2 separate regions of the Zea mays genome follow, and region 2 is linked to region 1. Evidence: chromatin contacts called from public Hi-C data. All regions are on one chromosome and are shown on one strand. Each heading gives the region's core, a stretch centred on a gene start, on an enhancer-like site or on the middle of the called end of the contact. The rest is flanking DNA. Distances are from core to core; before and after follow the strand shown.

The links. A called contact is a pair of places that touch in the nucleus more often than the background predicts.
Region 2: a Hi-C map of leaf shows a contact between it and region 1, with 5 times the contacts expected there. The contact joins the promoter of LOC100384587 here to the promoter of LOC114711035 in region 1. A contact is called at or near these places in 4 of 25 Hi-C or Micro-C datasets (bundle sheath, ear and leaf).

Annotation. Positions count from the first base shown.
Region 1 is chr1:174,354,021-174,357,313 of Zm-B73-REFERENCE-NAM-5.0, forward strand. LOC114711035 reads right to left here and starts at 1,423. Exons shown (of 3, transcript NM_001323520.1): 1 at 1,250-1,423; 2 at 638-885. It overlaps LOC103640569, which reads right to left and starts at 1,379. Exons shown (of 3, transcript NM_001323510.1): 1 at 1,250-1,379; 2 at 638-885; 3 at 1-524. The coding sequence starts at 811. The coding sequence ends at 219.
Region 2 is chr1:174,583,942-174,587,160 of Zm-B73-REFERENCE-NAM-5.0, forward strand. It overlaps LOC100384587, which reads left to right and starts at 1,713. Exons shown (of 3, transcript NM_001177092.1): 1 at 1,713-2,103; 2 at 2,258-2,617; 3 at 2,769-3,219. The coding sequence starts at 1,868. The coding sequence ends at 2,820.

The sequences.
Region 1 (3,293 bases), core at 173-2,672:
GGATGGTTGGGATGGGGACGGATTTATATAAATAAAAGTAGTAATATAAGTGGTTTTTAGGAGGGTTAAATTTAGGACGAATTGATTGATCCTCTCTCTCCCTCTCTCCTCCGACAAAGTGCTTGGATGGTTACACTTTCTTCGCACCATGGATGGAGGAGGGGGCGAAAGAAGAGGGGGATGCGAGTGGGTTACTTGGTGTTCGTTTGTATGTGCATCTAGGCCATGGCGGTGATGCCGTGGCCACGGCCGCCGCGGCCGCGGTCGAGGCAGTCAAAACCCTCGACGCGGACCGCGGCGGGCTGGAACGCGAACCGGGCGCGGGCGCACCCGTTGCCGCCGCGCGGCGACATGGGCGGCGCCGCCGACGGCCGGTGCACGGCCGCCGCCGCCACCGGCATGGGCACGGGCAGGGGCGGGCAGTCCACGCCGAACCGGCTGTCGTGGACCACCGGGTTCGACGCCCGCCGCGGCGGCGAGCCGCAGAACAGCGGGGACGCCGCCGACAGGCCGCTCTCCTCTCCCTGCCAAGACCAAGTTCGGACACGTCAGCGCCATGTACTAAGTAGAAGCGACGAAAAGACCTTCGAGAGGGGCAGATCCGGGGACGAGGTAGCAAAAAAAAAAGATGTCCCACCTTTGACAGGAGGAGGTCGAGCAGATCCATGCCGGCGTCGCCGCCCTGGTGGCACCGCAGGGGCGCCGCGGGGCGCCGCGGCTTGGGGCAGAAGAGCGGGCTCTTGGCGTCGCCGGCGGCGGGCGCGGCCACGGCGAGGGGGCTCTTCACGGCGGCGGCGGCGAAGTGGCTCATGCTTTCTCGCGTTATTTTTTGTTTTTTTTTCTCTCTGGTTAGTCGATTAGATCTAGAATCCCTTTATACAAACCCTGCAGGAACAAAAGGACGACGCAAGAACTGGTTAGGTGCGTCAGTTGAGCGGGCAGGAAGAAGAGTAAAGTTGAGATGTTTCTTCAGCAGTTGTGCAGATCTGAGTTTGGAGAGGACAAAACAGGAGGAGGGGCAAAAAAATGACGAATCTTCAGACAGATTTGTGCGAGAAAGCATGTTATTTAGACATGAGACCAGCGTTGGGGAGATCTGTGGCCACTGGCCTTGCCAAAAAAAACCAAATCTTTCAGCAAGGCACAGGCACAGGCACGTAAATAGGTACGACGAACCCGTGCAAGAACAGGGACAGATCTGAGCTACATAAGGGGTGGAGAGCACAGGCGAGAGGGGCGTCATGTTTACCTGAAGCTTTGCCTCCGGATTTCTCTCCTCTCCTCTCTCCTCGGGTAGAGAGCGAGGAGGAAGAAGGCTGCCAGAAACTATTGTTACTCCTACCAAGAAAACAAAACAAAACAAGAAAAAATAAAGCTCGGAGCCTCGAGTGGGGAGGGAGCTGTGCTGCCTGGATGAGGAGGAAGGAATGGAGTGGAGGGGAAGTGGTGCCTTTAAATAGCCCCCGAAAATGATGCGGCGCCACAGACACGGACCGCGGCAGAGACAGCTTACCCGCAAGGGGACATTATTTTATTCGACTTTCTTTATATATATATATATCGAAACTGAAAGGATGCTGTTGTTAGTGTACTGGTACGTATATACAGATACAGTGGCGTAGGACTGGCAGGGCCCCTCAAAAAGAAACTTTTTAATATCTGTATATCTATCGCTAAAATAAAAGGTTAGTTTATAATAAGTTAAAATTTATTATGTACTTAGCACACATATATTAATTGTTATGACTTGTGACTATTATATTAATTAGTTGATCATATATCGCTATGGTATGGTTTTATATATTATATGGGTAGACTTTACTTAAATGAGATATTTATTTGAACATATTAGTATATAAATATTTTTGTAATATCTCTCGTTTATATAACATAAAGAGCATGAGTCGTAGTGGTAGAAGCTAAGTGCTTTATAATAAGTGAGGAAATTTATATGCTTATTAAAGGAGGCAACGTAAAAAAAACTCATACCTCATACCTAAATATAGTAGAGAAGAGATATACATATACTCTGTTTATTAAAATTATAATTATATATAGTTATGTATGTGTTGGCTCCTTTAAGAAAAAAAATCTACCTACGCCCCTGCGTATATATGCGGTACTAGTACGTGTATATATACGGTGAAGGGGGTGGAATATATATTTGATATTTTTCTTATTTATTAACGTTGCATATGGGAGACAGCTCGAGCATAAGCAGGTGGGGGACAGGACAGGATGAAGTGTTTCTGGTTTGTTTTAGTCCTGCACGCGGCAGAACACAGTGGCGAACTGGCGATGATTGCGGAGTCTAACAAATTGCGTCCTTTTCATCTCGTGCATGCTAATAGCCTCATAGGGCCTTTTGTTTTTTCCTTTTTCAAACTTTTTTTTTGTTTCAGGATGGTTGTCATTCGTCAGGTATTATGGTGTTGGTGGCGTTTAAATTTGTGAGAACATGTGTTTGTGATTTTGGTTTCTTGTTTCTTGCGCAGTCTTCCGGAATTCCGGCTGGTCGATTGGTGCCAACGAAGTTGATATTTTCTTGTTTCTTGCGCAGTCACCCCCCATCGATCTCGGCCTACATTCCTTACAAATGTCAGAATGATTCTTACGCAGGATTAGGGTAAATGTTCCGTATGTATCAAGGAGATAAGTGCCAAAAAAATATAAGAGACGGTATCTTGATAAAGGAACATATCTAGCACGGTTCTTTAAGTATAGATATAGTTCTACTCATACAACCCACATAAATGAGTCGTATCTTGAGAAATACTAGTGAATAAGATACGGTAATTAGATATATCATGTTGTATGAAAAGATAATTTAGGTGTATTTACTGTTTGGAGAATGTTCTTAAGAGACTGTTTGTTTCTAAAGTACAAAAGTTTAGCATTGGCTAAAGTTTAGCACCTGTTAAACTTTAGATGTGCTAAACTTTAGTACTTAAATACTGTTTAAATATAAGTGCTAAACTTAACATATTATCCTAATTAATGTCTCTTTAGTGGAGCAAGCGGGTGCCGAGGAGCATGCGACCAACGACTGCCAACGAAATGAGTACACGGTGGTGAGGGAGCAAGGGCGGGCCCATGTAGAAGCAAGGGTATTCAGTTGAATATCCATTAATTTTTTGCACTGAAATATTGTAAAAATATAAAATAACACTGTTTTACAGCTATTTGGTTCAAACTTTGCTTTTTGCTGGTCTTTTTTTATTTTCATACCATGCGACTAGGGATATCAATTGTGCGGTTGGGACACGAATATATGGTTCACAAATCCATAACTA
Region 2 (3,219 bases), core at 463-2,962, 230 kb after region 1:
CTATACATGACACGACAAATTTGTAAGGACGAACACCAAGCAGGAAGGTAATAGTGGCCATTAGGCTAAAACTCCTACAAGAATCTATTAGAAGAGACCTGTCGGTTTGAATAATATCTCTAAACTATCTTCGTTCTGATTCCAGATTGCGCTCAGGATAAGCGTACATCCTCGCGCTTACACACACTCGCTTTATCTCCATAACTTTTCCATCATTTAGGTACGTTTTTTATTATATATAATACAAGCGTACATATGCATGCAGATGTAAACTATATGTTCTGAACATTAATTTTTTGAAGTGTCCAATTGTAACGACGAGATAAGCTAGCTTGGTCTATATCTAGCAAGCCATCCAAATAAAGCAAAGGTGAACAATAAACTAACGCAAAACAGACAAATATTTTTTTTGAGAGGTTTCTGCTTCCGGACCACAGCACCGCAGTAAGTAGTATAGTTTATACATACACCACATGAAGGTCTACAAAAACTTATCAAACTTTACAAATTAATCTCTTGGTAACTTGTTTTTCTTCTACTAAGGCTAGTTTGGGAACCTTAATTTACCAAGAGATTTCTATTTTCGCAAGTGAAAATTAACTAATTACCCATGAGATAATGAAAAAACCCTTCCTAAACTAATCTTTATTGGAATTTTTTTGTAATCATGGAGACCATCAACCATGCATGCATGTTGGTAGCTCCCACCCCCCCCCCCCCCCCCCCCCCCCCACCAAAAAAAAGAAAGAAAGATAGGAGCTTTATTTGGTGGTTAGCTAAAGCAACGGCATAACTATCCTTTCCGATCCATGCGGTATCAGGGGAAAAAAAAGAGCATCGTTAACCGTGTTCTTTCGCGAGGCGGGTTTTGGGCTTAAATTAACACCCACCCACCCAGCCCAACTAGGGCTGCTACTGCCTACTGGCCTAGGCCCCACCGCCGCCAACCAAAAGCAGCAAGGCTCGAGAAAACGGAGGAGCAGGGCGTAGTGGCGAGAGAAAGACGGGAGACGGAGATCCATCATTATTCATTAATGTGTGTTGTGTCGTGTTGTTTGTGCAAATCAGAGGAGATCATGGCCTTAGTCTGATTTTTAGTTTATTGGTGGCTGCCTGCCTGTCTGTTGATCGTTGAAAATAACTGTCACGGGCATCCTCCTAGTATGCTGTCCCGTCCCGCACTTGACTGGAGCCCGGCATGGACCGGGTTGTCGGGTTCGCTCTTCCTCCTTCACTGCCACTGCTCTTGGAATGAAACGAAAAACGAAGAACCTGAGCTAGTGGATCGGAGTCGTCGGACGGACCCTGCAGTGTGCGTGCAGGACCCGACCGGCAGTTGGCATGGCAGTACGGCAGTACACATGCGATGCGATGGGCCGCCTAACCCGTGACCCGATCGACCCGACGGGCACTGCCGCACTGGCGGAGTGCGAGAGGCGGGGCCGGGCTGTCCCGGGTCGGCCTGGCCGCGCACGGCTGCACCTGCACCCTGCCCCGCAACCACCCCCAGCTGTCTGTGTGTGTCTGTACGCGCACCGGCACCGCACGCACGCCCATGGCCCATCGGCCGTCGGCATCGGCGCATGTCCCCGCCTTCCTTTTCCTTCTCGCCTCTGGGCTCCGCTCTGGCACGTACGTGCGCGTGCTGCCCCTCTATCTCCTCCTATCTATAAAACACCACGCCGGACCGGACCACACGCACAGCGGCATCACCAGCTACAGCTAGCATAGCAAGGACCACGACGTGCCGACGGCAGAGAAGCGCAACTCAACTCGTCGGGCTTCCTTTTTCCCGTTCTTTGAGGCGCAAAGGAAAAACCAAGCAAGAGGGAGAAGGCTACCTAACCTAGCTAGCTAAGGACGAGCAATGGAGGTGGCCGCAGCAGCGAGCTACAGCTACTACGGCTTGGAGGCGGCCGACGACGACGTCGACAACCTCAGGGCCACGGAGCTCAGGCTCGGCCTGCCGGGCACGGAGGCGGCGGAGGAGGAGGAGGAGGCCCGGCAGGCCCAGAAGGTGGCGGCGCCGCCGCCGTCCACGCCCAGGGGCAAGAAGCGCGACGGCGTCAGCGGCGGGATCGACGCCGCGCCGCCGGCCGCCAAGTGAGTCCCAGAGTCCGCTCTCTGTCCACTAACTAGTAACTACCGAGCGAATGGAGTGCTCGGTTGTTCACGGTCACCGCGCCCGCGCGCGCGCATCAGATCTTCAGCAAGCAAAGCAAGCAAGCATTCGCTCACGCATCCACGCTTGTTGCAGGGCTCAGGTGGTGGGGTGGCCGCCGGTGAGGTCGTACAGGAAGAGCTGCTTCCAGCAGCAGCAGGCGGGCGCCAAGGGCAAGCCAGCGGCGGCGGATGAGGGTGCTCCGGGTCCGGCGGGCGGCGGGGTGTTCGTGAAGGTGAGCATGGACGGCGCGCCCTACCTCAGGAAGGTGGACCTCGGCACGTGCGGGGGCTACCGCCAGCTGCGGGAGGCGCTGGAAGCCATGTTCCTCTGCTTCTCCGGGCCGGGCTCGGGCGACGCGTCCGGCGGCGGCGGCGGCGGCAGCCCCTCCGACTTCGCCGTCACCTACGAGGACAAGGACGGCGACCTCATGCTCGTCGGCGACGTGCCCTTCAGGTGAGGCTCTAGCTCTCTCGCTGCTGATCCGTGTTGGATTGGATCCGGGGAATGTTCGGACCGCGTGTCTGATGTGGCTCGTCTGCTGCTCGCTTCAATCCCGCGTTCGTTTTTTTTTTTTTTGGGAAATTTGGATCCATACCATTAAAAGACCACTTTGGATTCATACCATTACTATCTCACTTACATGTGGGTTCACATGAGTCAATGACATGTGGGGTCCATGGTATATATCTAAAATTTGGATCTTTTAATGGTATAGATCCAATTGTTCCTTTTTTTTTCTCCGCAGCATGTTCATCGGCACCTGCAAGCGGCTGAGGATCATGAAGGGGTCTGAGGCCAGACTAGGCCTCGGGTCAGCCAAGAACAACGACTGAGGGAGAGGGAGACGACGACCATTGTGCAGACCCGACCGAGATCCACGCACACGGCGGCTTGTGCACGCGTGAGCGGGGGATTGTTGTGCGTCCGAGGCATGGGGTAGTATGGGCTTGTGTTGTACCATCCCCTCCTCGTCTGCCATCAATGAGAAGATGAAGCTGCTTGCTTGGATTGGAACGAGGGGACGGAGATGGAGAGAGATAGAAAAGCTTTAATTT